Linked DNA regions of Sus scrofa: all the other regions are linked to region 4. Evidence: chromatin contacts called from public HiChIP or PLAC-seq data. All regions are on one chromosome and are shown on one strand. Each heading gives the region's core, a stretch centred on a gene start, on an enhancer-like site or on the middle of the called end of the contact. The rest is flanking DNA. Distances are from core to core; before and after follow the strand shown. Region 1 holds the start of TDG (G/T mismatch-specific thymine DNA glycosylase). Region 2 holds the start of NFYB (nuclear transcription factor Y subunit beta). Region 3 holds the start of HSP90B1 (heat shock protein 90 beta family member 1). Region 4 holds the start of HCFC2 (host cell factor 2).

Evidence for each region. HiChIP or PLAC-seq counts read pairs in DNA pulled down with a chosen protein or histone mark.
Region 1: an H3K27ac HiChIP or PLAC-seq map of alveolar macrophages shows a contact between it and region 4. The contact joins the promoter of TDG here to the promoter of HCFC2 in region 4. A contact is called at or near these places in 2 of 5 promoter capture datasets (fetal skeletal muscle and liver), 11 of 47 Hi-C or Micro-C datasets (brain, embryonic fibroblasts, fetal heart ventricle and 5 more) and 2 of 2 datasets of contacts at active chromatin or transcription factors (alveolar macrophages and skeletal muscle).
Region 2: a contact with region 4 is called in an H3K27ac HiChIP or PLAC-seq map of skeletal muscle. The contact joins the promoter of NFYB here to the promoter of HCFC2 in region 4. A contact is called at or near these places in 2 of 5 promoter capture datasets (fetal liver and liver), 4 of 47 Hi-C or Micro-C datasets (epiblast stem cells, heart right ventricle, liver and 1 more) and 2 of 2 datasets of contacts at active chromatin or transcription factors (alveolar macrophages and skeletal muscle).
Region 3: an H3K27ac HiChIP or PLAC-seq map of alveolar macrophages shows a contact between it and region 4. The contact joins the promoter of HSP90B1 here to the promoter of HCFC2 in region 4. A contact is called at or near these places in 3 of 5 promoter capture datasets (fetal liver, fetal skeletal muscle and liver), 7 of 47 Hi-C or Micro-C datasets (brain, embryonic fibroblasts, heart right ventricle and 2 more) and 2 of 2 datasets of contacts at active chromatin or transcription factors (alveolar macrophages and skeletal muscle).

Annotation. Positions count from the first base shown.
Region 1 is chr5:80,490,486-80,493,683 of Sscrofa11.1, reverse strand. It overlaps TDG (G/T mismatch-specific thymine DNA glycosylase), which reads left to right and starts at 1,389. Exons shown (of 10, transcript XM_021092634.1): 1 at 1,389-1,602. The coding sequence starts at 1,580.
Region 2 is chr5:80,332,888-80,336,004 of Sscrofa11.1, reverse strand. NFYB (nuclear transcription factor Y subunit beta) reads right to left here and starts at 1,492. Exons shown (of 8, transcript NM_001144930.1): 1 at 956-1,492.
Region 3 is chr5:80,528,940-80,532,321 of Sscrofa11.1, reverse strand. HSP90B1 (heat shock protein 90 beta family member 1) reads left to right here and starts at 1,460. Exons shown (of 19, transcript NM_214103.1): 1 at 1,460-1,520; 2 at 2,511-2,613; 3 at 3,341-3,382. The coding sequence starts at 1,472.
Region 4 is chr5:80,408,459-80,411,927 of Sscrofa11.1, reverse strand. It overlaps HCFC2 (host cell factor 2), which reads left to right and starts at 2,130. Exons shown (of 15, transcript XM_003126644.5): 1 at 2,130-2,334. The coding sequence starts at 2,172. GLT8D2 (glycosyltransferase 8 domain-containing protein 2) reads right to left here and starts at 2,013. Exons shown (of 11, transcript XM_021092640.1): 1 at 1,845-2,013.

The DNA of each region.
Region 1 (3,198 bases), core at 140-2,639, 82 kb before region 4:
CTCATGAAAGCCGTTTCCTGGATCCTAGAATGAAGGCATAAGCAACACAGAGCCTCAACCCTTTTCCAGACCGCATTATTACCGAGGGAGAAACAAACTCTAGTTGCTGTAAACCAGAGATCATGGACTTATATGGCACCACAGCATAAACCATGGAAAGCTAACTAATACAGTAAGTATCCCATCATGCAAACTAGAACAGACAAGCCTATTTCCATCGAGTTATTTAATGGAGTCCTTGTACAAAGGCCAGTGACAACCTGAGAAAAACGAGCTGCAACAGCCATGGGTAAATAAAACAGAGGGGTTTATCCGGGTTGTAAGGAGGTGATGCTTGAATACCACCTACCATCATAGACTTCAAACTTATATTTTTACGTATCCAAAGTAAAGCAGAGGACGGTTTATGTAATGCATTACTTTTTGTTGTTGTTGTTGTTTTTGCCATTTCTTAGGCCGCTCCCATGGCATATGGCGATTCCCAGGCTAGGGGTCGAATCGGAGCTGTAGCCGCCGGCCTACGCCAGAGCCACAGCAACGCGGGAACCGAAACACGTCTGCAACCTACACCACAGCTCACGGCAACGCCGGATCGTTAACCCACTGAGCAAGCCAGGGATCGAACCTGCAACCTTATGGTTCTTAGTCGGATTCGTTAACCACTGAGCCACAACGGGAACTCCAATGCATTACATTTTATATTTCTTTCTTTGTTTTTTTTTTTTTTTGTCTTTTGTCTTTTTTGTTGTTGTTGCTATTTCTTGGGCCGCTCCCGCGGCATATGGAGGTTCCCAGGCTAGGGGCTGAATCGGAGCCGTAGCCACCGGCCTACACCAGAGCCACAGCAACGCGGGATCCGAGCCGCGTCTGCAACCTACATCACAGCTCACGGCAACGCCGGATCGTTAACCCACTGAGCAAGCCAGGGATCGAACCTGCAACCTTATGGTTCCTAGTCGGATTCGTTAACCACTGCGCCACGACGGGAACTCCAGGACTCCCAGGAATTCTGATTCCAAAGTTTCGGTTTTCCCATATAGCACAGTAATCACCTAATAATGCAAGTCGCTGTTTTTAATCCGAATAAAACGTTTTTGTAAAGGCCTGGCTAATTCTGATAAGGATAATCGCCCCACCTACCTAGCGCCCACACAGATGACAGTGCCATCTCGTGCGCACCACCACCCACCCACACTAAACGTCATGGAGGACAAAGCCTACGTAAGCACTCCCTCCCAGACTTTTCATCCTCCACCCTTCCCGAAAGGCCAAGTGGCGAGTAAAACCAACGAGAGGGGAGCAAATATGATTGGGCTGCCCTGGATCACGTGATAGGCGCAGGGCGTGGGATTTGGCTTAGAGCTGACGGAAGCCCTGCGCGGAGGGTGGGTCTGGGTTGGGGGGGAGGGGGAACTGGAAGCTTGGGGGAGGAGCTTGAGCTCTAGGAGCTGTCCCGTTCTGCCGGCCATCGAGTCCAAGAGACTGGTTATTGGACCGCTGTACGTGCGCCGTGGTACCTCAGAGGCCACGCGCTCACTTGCCTGGCCGGAGTACCCGCGTGCGCCAGCTGCAGCAGGGAATGGAAGCAGAGAACGCGAGCAGGTAAGGCCGGGGCGGAGCGTCGCCCCTCCCCCCGGCGCCCCTCGCGATGGTCTGGCCGCGGGCGGGCGCATGCACGCACGCACGCACGCACTCACGCACGCACGCAGGCACGCAGGGGGTCTTTAAGGCCGCGGCTGGAGTACAAAGGCCAGGGCCGCGCGTGCGCACTGCCGGCCTGCTCCGGCCACTCCTAGTCCGGAAGGCTGTCGCGGCTTGACCGGCATCCGGGCCCGTCCTAAAGCCTACTGTGTATCGTGTCGGCTTTAAAATGTGGTAATAAGCAAGAAGCAGTCTCTAGTTATTTCTTTCCGGTTACTTTTTTGGCTGCATTTCCCTTCACCCTCTGTTGTCGTACAAAGCAGTAAAGATTTCACGTATCACTCGAGGAGTTGTCATTTTAGAATTGTGGGTTTACGGTGGCTTCTTCAGAGTTTTGGGTCAGGGACACAAGGTAGATAACATCGCCATACGGCAGCTCTTGAATTCTGGGATTGGGAAGAATCCTCCCCAGAAGTCGTCTAATACTGTCTGTTTTCTAGTGGTCTTGGGGGCGATCTTAAGAATTTACTTGTAACATGTCCTTTGGGGAATGTTAGGTGGAGAGTTTTGCAAAGCAGAGATTTCGAAATTTGAACCGACGGAAGCCAAATGAAAAAAACTAAATAGGGTAACAGTGTTTAAAAAGAAAGCAAATGGTTTACCTTGGAATTAGACCCAATGAAGTATTATCCTGATACTCTGACTAGTGGGCCCTGAACTTGGGCAAGACGCTAAACTTCTCTGAGCCTGTGCATGTCTGTCATTAGGACGTGTGTAGAATCCAGTTCGGACACGCTGTAAATGGGTGTTACGTGGAAGGGGCGTTAGTAACCAACACAGATGGTCTTAGAGTTTAAGGAAGGAGATACATGGGTCAAATTCCGAAATAACTCCACTGCTTTCCCTGAAGAACTTTAGAAATAAAAAAATTCACCAGAACTTGTGGAAATCAGTCTCAGCTTTATGATCTTAAGAATTAAAACTGGAGTAAAGCCAACCATCATATAAATTACCATCATCCCTTGGTATCCAAAGTACATTTGTTCTTGGATTCTCATGAATACTAAAATCTGTGGATGCTCAAGTCCTTTATGTAAAATGATGGCGACTAGTCGGCCATCCTGCAGGTTCTGGAATGTGGGGTGGGGGATTGTTCTCATTGTAAAACCTTACTCTGCATCTTAAAGTAAGGTGATAGTTCTCTCTGGTACAATGTTTAGCTCAAAAGTGTCTTACTTATATTTTATCGTAATCCATTGGATTATAGACCTTTTTTTTTGTTTTTTTGACATGAAAAGCTTTCACCTTGAAAAATATGGAGAATTCTGTCTTAATACTCTAAGGAGTTTATCCTTGGGGATTCTGAAATGACTCAGACCCCAGGTAATCCTGAGGAAGTGGTTCTCTGTCATCCTTGGCTTTGTGCTAATCAAGGAGTGGCATGGAATGTTGCGCAGAGTGACTTGATTTTAGAAGCTTAATTTCAGCAAATTCAAAGAAAAACATTTCATGGATATAAACTTTTTTTGGAAAAGAGAAGATAGTTGAAGTGTCTAA
Region 2 (3,117 bases), core at 243-2,742, 75 kb after region 4:
AGCGGGAAGAAGATACATGTTGCCCAGAGAACATCCAGAGAAAGAGAATACAGTCAATTAAGACCTGTATTATTTTAAAGCATCACCATTTGGGACTAAAATTGCATCTCAATAGCACTTCATTCTCACTGTAAGGCATAAATAGTTGAATAAATTGGCATCAATTACGATGTTACAATTTCCATTCTCATTTGCTCTTCCCCTTTTTTCAAGGGAAAAAAAGGGGGGGGAGACAAAGACATATCCTTTCTGTGCTAATTTTTAAAAGAAGACAAAATACTGATATGCATTCAAGCATGAAATCTAGCAAACAGAAAAAACTCTAACCACCAAATTGAATTTTCAAATGCTACTACAAGGGTCCATGCAGCAAAGACTGGCTGACATTGTCTACTGTTCTGTAATCCCAAAAGCAATTTCTAATTTCTTTCCAAATATCATCTTCACTCTAACCCCAAAGCTGCCCAGAAAATTCCTTCCTCGTAGCTAGAAGTGTCATTTTTTAAAGGTGCCGTGGGGGGAGGAGAGAGATCCTCAGAACACTTAAAATACAGGAGCTGTCTATATTTATGTATTTTTGCTGGGGGTTGGGGTGGTGCCACACCTCACCACAATCACTCACCCAAATAGTTGAGTCAGTATATGTTTAGATTCAATATATTAAAGAGAAACACTATCACCTCACATGGTATATATTTTCTTACAGGCAGGTTATGATATATGTGAAAGCTCAAGGCAATGCATACATATGTTTAATGTTTAAAGAAATCTGTATCCAAGAAAAGCAGCAGACCCTTCCTCCACCCTCCATTCTTTGGCATCAACAACCAGAGTTTTGCACCAATATAAGCCTTAAATTGAACTACGGGAGCAGAGTGAGAACGGAATAATTGCCTCTTAAGGAATTTTGGTTAAACTTTACTAATAAAACCCCCTATTTGTTAATGCCACTTACATTGATCAGTTCACCTCATCACTTTGTATTTCTGACTTGTCTCCATACAAGAGAGCCGAAACCACCCCAGTGACTCGTGGCACGGAACCGTGCAGTCCATGCAGGCTGGGATGCTATTTTTTAAAAGGTCATATGCTACTTAACCTTGCTTAAACCATCTTTTAGAGTACTCTGGGCGAGATTTCGTCTTGTAGGTGCTCTTCTAATTCTTTGTTCTCCAAGACTACTCCTGAGGCCCGGTATATCCTCCCCGCCTCCCACCGAAGATTAAAACCTTAGTCCAATCCGGAAGGCTTCCTTCCCACCTTCGGGGCAAGTCCAGGGACCGCAAGCCGCCAGATGGCTGCATTCTATACGCGTAAACCAGACTGCGGGGAAACCAAATCCACTCCTTCCTCCCGGGGACCTCGCTTCCTCCCCACGAAGGTGCGCGGGCTGGCCCGGGTCCCACCGTCCGCCCGGCCGACCTGTCGGTCCCGCCTGGGCGGCGCGGACACCCCGGGCAGGCATCCCCCCTACTCGGCCGGCTCAGGCCCGGGGCCCGCGCCTAACGCCCGCCCGCCGCGCGGCGCCCGGGGTGCCGGGGCAGACAAAGCGGCCCGGCCCTGCCATGCCCCCGCGGAGTGGCGGGCGGAAGAGGGGCGCTCCCCGGGAGCCCCCGCGCGGCGGAGGAGGAGGATCGGGGCCGGGGGTCCAGGCTGCATCCTCCCGCCCCCAGCCGGCTCGCCACACAAAATGGAGCCGGCCCGGACGCCACCGAGAGCGGGGCCCGACGGTGCCCCGGCGCCCCCTCCTCGGCCTCGGGCCCGGAGGTCGGCGGCGGCGAGCAGGAGGCGGCCTGGCCCGCGTCCCGCCGCTCCTCGGCCGGGCGCACAAAGAGCCGCGCCGCGGCCCAGCGCCCGCTTCCCAGCCGGGCCCGCAGCGGGGGAGGCCTCGCAGGCGCCGGCCCGGCCCCGGCCCCGGCCCGGGCGGGAGGGCGGGCAGGCGGGAGTGAGCCAAGTGCCCCCGGCCGCGGCGGCGTTGGCGGCGGGGACGGCGCCGGGAGGAGACGGACATTTCATTCGAGCTAAAGTGGAGTCGGTTTAGGAGCGATCATTGGCCGAAGCGAGACACAAACCTCCAATGCAGCCCTGGTTGGCTCCCGTCTCCAATCGGCTGTTTGGTTGGACAGAAAATGGCTGCGAAGGAACCAGTCCCAGCGCGGAGCTCCGCTTCCAGGACTCGGCCTTCCCTCCCTCCGCCGCGGGCCGCTTCCCTCGGCGCGACACCCTCCCTCCGCAGCTCCCGCGCGCCCGCCCGGCGCGGCCCCGCCCCGGCACGGCCCCGCCCCCAGCCCCGCCCCGTGCGCTGAGCAGCCCGCAGAGCCCGCTGCAGGCCGCCGCGAGTCGGTCCTGCGGCGCGAGCGGAGCCCGCGGGTGGCTTTTTCCTCGGCAGGGACTAGGGCTGGGGCTCGGTGCTAAGGTCAGTGCGGGCTTTCCGCGGTATTTTCCCCACGTCTTGCGCATGATTTCTCAGCTCTCCCTCTCTTTTCCATCCCCTCCCCTGGCGCACGTGGAAGTGTCTCACCCGCCAAAGTGCAGCCTGCCTGCGCCTCGAGTTTTAAGAAGGGGAAACCAAGGGCAAAAGCTGCCGGCCAGGCGACACTCGAGCTACAGGGTGGATCTGAACGGCGATTACCTCCTGGTATGCTTTCAGCGCCAGCTGTTCGCCTTGTGCCCCTGTTAAGTTTGCCACATGCACAACGCTCCCTCTCGGTCACCGAGCTCCCCGTTCGTTTTTTCAGATTTCACCTAAAGATACAATCCTCTGCTTTAGGTTTAACAACCTGCTCAGTCCAGCCAGCCTTCACCCCAGCTTAAAATGTTGCATATGCCCCACCCGCACAGTATTTGCGACATGCCATGTGGCTTTTCCCAACCAGATGATATTTGAGCTGCCAGAATCCATGGCCCCTTCTTGCCTCCGCGCAACCAGGCTCTCTGCCTGTCTTTCCCTGACTGCGTCTGTGTAGGACTTCCCTCGGCTGTGACTCTCACAGATGGGCGGTGAGCCAGACACCACACACTACAAAGGGGGCAGGATTTTTGCAACCAGAGCCGGGAATCGTTCCCTTTACTTCCACTAAACAAGTGGCCCGGTGCCACATTAAACTTTCCAGCTTT
Region 3 (3,382 bases), core at 211-2,710, 120 kb before region 4:
GTTAAAGAGACAGAAAACTTTTCTAACGACGCAGCTTAGCCTGAGGGACTTTTCTCACATGAAAGACACCTGGTGTTTTACGTGTCTTTCTATGTTTCTATGAAGTTAGAAGGCTGCACTCTCTCATTTGCAGCCCCACAGGTTTTGCTTTCAAAGATCTGCAGGTGTATCCTCCTGCGCCCGTCAAATTGAGAGGGGTTTTTTTGTTTTTTGTTTTTTCTATGCTAGACTGGCTTTACTACCACGCTCTCTACTTAACTTACAGCAGGGGCTCTGTAGGTGACCGCCTTTGAACTTCACCAAGGAGTAGAGGGCATCAAAGTTGCTCGCAATCTCTCAAGGGACAATAAATAAATAGCCCCACTGTCCTCCTCTTCTGTAAATCCAATCAGAAGGCCTGGAGATTCTGGCCACGAAAAGTACAGACGTAACAGGGGCTCCGGCTGACCTAGGGAAGCGCGAGAAGACAGATTCGGAAAAGCGTGTTCTCCAACTGGAGGCGAGTCCCAGACTCGAGAGGCCCAAGCCCATAATACTGGGCGGCCTCACCCAAGACCTGGCGGCTTTCTAGGCCCGCTTCTGAAGGCTGTGTACACTGAAGAGTCTGGAACAGGTACAAATCTCTACCGCAAGGGGAAGGAAATGTAAACACTAAAACGCGCGGCACAGAGTTCCGGCGGAGACACACTGGAAAAATGGGGAAAGAAGGGCCAAGCTACGCAACTGAATAAAGACTACGATTCCCAGCATTCACTACAGTGTTCCCCGGGGTACGTTGCATGCCGGGAACTGTAGTTTCTCACCACCCCATGGAACATCGCTAGGGGGATTGTCAACCTCTCACGTGTGTCTCTTTTCCAAGAAGCACTGCCAAATAGAAAACTGGCTGCAAAAAGTCGCACCGGAATCATTCGCAAGATGACCCCACGCGGGGACAAGGGAAAGGTGAAGAGCGCGTTGCCATGGCTACCGCTTCTCTTGGTCCCAGAATAAACGCGCTCTAAGATCCGGAAGTAGTTCCGGGCGACCTCTCCACCTGGAGGGATGAATTCTGTGCTGACGTTCATTGGACGGTTTCCCTTAGAGGCCAAAGCAACCAAGGCAAAGGGGCGGTCCCTCGTGAGAGGGGCCCGCGGAACCGTTTGATTGGAGAAGAGGAGCCAAGACTGACCAATTGGAAGGAGCCACGCTTCGGGCATCGGGCACCGCACCTGGACAGCTCCGATTGGTGGACTGCGGTCCCCCCTACGAGTTCCCATTGGGTACAGGGAGTGCGTGGTGCAGCCCGATTGGCGGGTTCGTGTTTCCCGTCCCCCGCCCGCGAGTAGTGGGGGTGAAAAGCGGCCCGACCTGCTTGGGGGGTAGTGGGCGGATCGCACGGCTTGTGGTTGTGAGGTTCTGAGCCCAGGGGAGGGGGGGCGGAGGTGGCTCCTTCGATCAAAGGGGACTTGAGACTCACCGGCCGTGCGACATGAGGGCCCTGTGGGTGCTGGGCCTGTGCTGCGTCCTGCTGACCTTCGGTGAGTGATCCTGGAGGAGCGGGCACCCCTGGACGCCCCCCCGCTCCAACACGGCCTCTTCTCGAAGGTTCTGGGGGCGTTGAACCTGGGAAGGGGATAACACGGTCTGCGCTGGGCGGATGGGGATGTCCATCGATTTTCCTCGAAAGAGGTTCAGGGGATTTCGTTTACTCTAATTACTCTGGAAAGAAAAAAGGAGAATGGAGTCGTTTAAATCTCTTGCGGATGTCCTAGTATCCGCTCTTAGAAGTCTCAGTCTTCTGGGAGTGGGGCCTGGCTTGGGCTCGCGCCCCTTGGGAGCATTGCGTGTCCCCTTCCGAGGACTTTTGTCAAACGCCGCAATCTTTGGCCGCTCGAGTTTGAGGACCCTCCGCCCCCGGTATTCCGACTGTTCGCCAACGCGAGTTTCCTTTCTTAGGTGCTGGACTGTGAAGCTTGGGGCCCTGGGGCAGCGGACCGGCATTGGCAGCGCGGTTGATTCACTTTCGCTCAAACTCCTTAACATTTTAAAATCTCTAAATATTTCTTCCCTTTGTCAGGCCCCTAGGCCCAATTTCACTTCCCCTCGCTAGAGGTTGCACAAATTCTGTTTGAGCTCTGACCTGTGACATCGAAGGACTAAGTTTGGCATGGTCAGTTTGGAGCCTTGTGTCGGCCTGCGCGCAACACGTGTGAATGTACAGGGGGCCTGGTAGCAAATCAGCTAAGCGCTGTTTGTGAAGAATCTCTGGGCCACCTTTCAGAAGTGATGGCTGCCTCCGTATTTCAGAATCCACTGGGGGACCTCAGTATCTGAACTTAAATAAGAAATATGCTGACATGGGTTTATATTGGATATTCAAGCCAGTGGATCCATTCTTTCATCCCCACCTCCCATATTTTCCAAGTGAATTTTGCAACATCTACCCTTGCCTTGTTGATCTTGTTTCTTCTAAGAAGTACATGGAGCTATGGTGTTTGAGAGTTTTCTGGTATTACATTTTCCCGCAGGGTCTGTCCGCGCTGAGGATGAAGTGGATGTGGATGGGACAGTGGAAGAAGATCTGGGTAAAAGTAGAGAAGGTTCCAGGACAGATGATGAAATAGTACAGAGGTTTGTACTCTTCCGGAACGATGCAAATAACCCCTGGGAAACCCTGGAATACAGTAATTTTTTTATGTTCATTCTCCAAAGGTCCAGATGAAGTTTTAACACTTTGAATTTAATTACTAGATAGTAGAGAAAACGTTAGGGGGAGCAAGCATGTGCATGCACAGTATCTCCTAAATTGCCCCTAAGAATGGTCAAAACGGAATGAATTCTTTGGAAAACTGTTTTGATAATACTGGCGCTATAGCCTTCCTAAGATCTTAGAAAAGATCTACAGTTGGTTGTGTACTTGGCAAGTGTGTACCCTTGGTAATTTTTTTTTTTTCCTTAAAGATTTCTGTAAGTGGAGTGATGTTTTACTTTGGTCTCTTAGGATTTAAAATTATGTAGACCCTTAGGCAGGCAGAGGGACAGGCCTGTGAGAGGGAGCAAAAATGAGTGTGAGTTTGTTTCTTAGTAGAGGGAAGTTGGGTTTATTTTTCTGACAGTTTTAAGCACAAAGTATTTCCAACATGGTTTTAAAGTAACCTGTTGCTGTATTAAAATAATAATGAAATAAATAATAAAATAATAATGAAATGGTGGGCTAGTCATATTTTATAAAGATTTCCACTTTGTCCTTTTTACCCCTAAGACAACCTTAAGAGACCACCGTGCTCTCATCACAAATGCTGTATTTTTGGAGGGAACTAAGTAATGCAGTATTAGTTTATCAAATTTCTTTCCTTAGAGAGGAAGAAGCTATTCAATTGGATGGATTAAATGCATCCCA
Region 4 (3,469 bases), core at 881-3,380:
TCCACACAGTCCTGAAGCTCCTTTATCAAAGCAACTCTTACCACTAGTAATCTCTTTTGTCTTAATATTTTGGCTTCATCTTTCCCCTAGTTTAGAGATTTTCAGACTTTCAAATATCATGCCATTTTTTAAAAAATTTAATATCAATATTGGGTTTGCAATTTTAATTTTGCCCTTAGTCTTTTGCTACAAGGGCTTAAAAACACACACACAAAATTACCATCTACTTACAGAATCACTCATAAAAGTTGACTTTTTACAGAGACTTGCTCAGTCATAAAAAGGACATTTTAATACTAAACTCCCAGAATAAATTTCTTTAAATGAATTTTTTTTTTTTTTTGTCTTTTTAGGGCTACACCTGCAGCATTTGGAAATTCCCAGGCTAGGGGTTCAATTGGAGGTGCAGCTGCCGGCCTACACCCCAGCCACAGCAACATGGGATCGGAGCTGAATCTGTGACCTATACCACAGCTCATGGCAATGCCCAGATCCTTAACCTACAGAGTGAGGCCAGGGATCGAACCCACATCCTCATGGATAGTAGTCGGGTTCTTAACCTGTTGAACCATGATGGGAACTCCTTAATGAAATACTTTTTTAAAGTTTTACAAAAACCTCATTGCTCTATCCTAGCTTTTCCAGATACATAAAAACTTTCTAGGTGAAATATTTAAGAGTCCATGCTATACATGTGACCAAGAATCAATACATAGCCTTCCTTCTTTGTTCCCAGCCATCTTCCCATCCCAATTCCAACTTCTGTTTGACCATATTATGAAACTGCGGTATTAATCAGGGAAAGTAAGAACTTGAAAAGCAAGAGCCGGAAAGTATAGCAAGAATTCCTTCTAAAAAGGGAGAAACTACCTTTTTAGATGAATGTGAAGGTTAGGTTTGAGGGAATTGAGGGAGGGGAGATGAGCTAGGCCTAAGAGGGATATTTAAAGTAATAAGATGAGGAAAAAAAAAAATTTTAGGAAATTTGGTCTACATTGTTTGTATTCTCTCTGATACCTCTTGAGAGTGTGAGGTAGGAATTTAAATTGCTTTCAATTCCCCTCCATCCCCCTTGCCGAATTTGTGTCTCTCTGAGTGTGATTCTGTGTAGGACATGATCGAAAGGCAGCGGGGCTTAATAGGGTTGTATATGACCGTGATCGGAGGACGTATGGTATAGTGGTTATGGATTGAGTCTCTGGAAGAAGTTCTGCGTTTGAATCCTGACCCTAATCCTTTTCTGCTGTAGTGCCGGAGAGAATTACTTTACTCTTCTGCGCCTCATTTCCCCAACCACGAAAGGCTGAAAGGCTCACTTCACTGGGTTGTTGGGAGAATCGTGAGTTAATATACAAAAGGTAGGGAGGACAGTGCTTGTCAATAAAAGACCCTCAAATGTTAGAAAGTAATAAAACAGAAATCTATTATCAATCTCTCACCTGCTTAAAACAAACAAAACTTTTGCGGCTCGCCGTTCCTAAACTTCTCGGCACAGCACCCTCCGAACTTGATCTGCCTGACTTGCCTTTGCAGACTGAGCTCCGACCTTCCCTCCGGTGTTCATAGCAAAGGGGGGACACAGCGCTCGCAGCCGCTAGGTCGTGGTCCAGACCCTCTCCCTCCCTCCCCCCTTCGCTGGCATCCTCGACGTCCCCGCGCCTTGGCGCGCGTGTCATCCCTTCCGCGGAGGCAGGTTTCCCTCTCTCCTCTCCGTACTCCTGGCACTTCGAAACCTCTACGTGAGCTTTTCTCCCTTTGTGCATTGTTTAAAGGATCTGACTCGTCCACACGCCCTAGATGCTCAATTAAACTGACCCCCGTTTAATGAAAGGAAAACGCTGTACCTTTTTCTGCAAATACAAAATGGGGGGGGCTCTGTGTGGGGAGGGGAGACTTGGTCAGTAGGAAATGTCCTTCCACCCTAAGATCCATTGCCCTGGGTGCCAGGGCCAGCCACGTCGCCCGGGGGTGAGGACCGGGCTCTCTCGTCGGGACCCTCTAGGCTCCCGGCAGCCTGCGGTTCGGCTCGCGGCCACGTGACCACCACCTTCCCGCGGGGTTTCCCCCCCTTCAGCGGGCACAGCTGGAGGCCGGTCCCCGCCCTCCCCCGGGAACAGCGGCGCCGGAGCGGGGCGCGGTGCATTGTGGGCAGAGGGGCGGGGGTTGGGAAGATGGCGGCTCCCAGCCTCCTTAACTGGAGGCGGGTTTCCTCCTTCACGGGGCCGGTCCCCCGCGCCCGGCACGGACACCGGGCGGTGGCCATCCGGGAGCTGATGATCATCTTTGGAGGGGGCAACGAGGGCATCGCGGACGAGCTGCACGTCTACAACACGGGTAGGCGCGGCGGCGGTTTTTCGGCCCCGCCTGTGGGAGCCGCGGAGGGGGAGGGGAGGAGAGGCGAGGCGGCGGCCGCGGCCCTGACAGCTGTCACCGCCGGGTCACTGCCTCCACCAGCGGGCGGCGGGGAGCGCGGCTTGGCCAGACAGTCTCGCTCCCGCAGTGTCCCGGGAGGTAGCTCCGTTTCCCCAGGGTCCGCGGGGCGGAACCGGCCGACAAGCGGGGAGCGCCGGCCCTCGGGCAGACGGTGCAGGACCCCCCACGCCGCAGCCCTGCTGGGGGACGTAGGCGAGGGAGACAGTTCCCACCCGCCTGGGCCTCTTCCCCAAGTCTTGCCCACTCTGGGGTCCCGAGAGTCCCTCCTCTGTCAAAACCTAACTCCAAACCAGAGCTTCTCTGGGCCTTTCCTGTCTTTGCCTGCCTTCCTTACGAGGAAAAGAATATAGGGGAGGCGAGGAGGGGAAACGAGAGGCTTTCGGGTACTTTCACCCCAAATACAGCCCCGTGTCCAGCAGGTGACAGTCAAGATTTTTACCCCATTGGTAGCCCTCTTAACTGGCGGGGAAGTGGTCGGTGGCTGAGCCCGGCGCCTGCCTCTGCGTGGTTGGGTGTGTGTGCCCACGCTCAGCCGTGAGGCGCTCGGAGAGAGGACTGTCAGCTCGAGCACCGCTGCAAATCAGAACTACCCGCGGCCGCGGAGGCCCTGCCTTTGAGTACCTCCGTGGGATAGAAAAGAGACTGGAATTTCATTTATCCCGCTTGTAAACGAGCCAGCTATCTGGAGGAAACTTGTTTTCTTGGTGTACGGCTAATTGATGAATTTGGAATCTGTTATGATCAATTATTTTTCTTTGACCAAACAGCTTAATCATAGTGGTCATTAAAAAAAAATAAATGAAATTGTGGAGTAGGGGGAAGTCTTTTTTTTTTCTTCCCCCCGCCCTTCCTCCTGGCACCCTAGCATAAAAAGTTAGTTGACAGTTTAGTATAGTGTAAAAACCTTGGCTTTGGAATAAGACCTAGTTTGAATTTTGCTCTGCCAGTTGCCCAGGATCAGTGCCTCAGTTACTAAATAGAAGTGTCAGATTTTTCACTTGGGAAATGGAAAGGATGATACTCTCCAAGTAGGGTT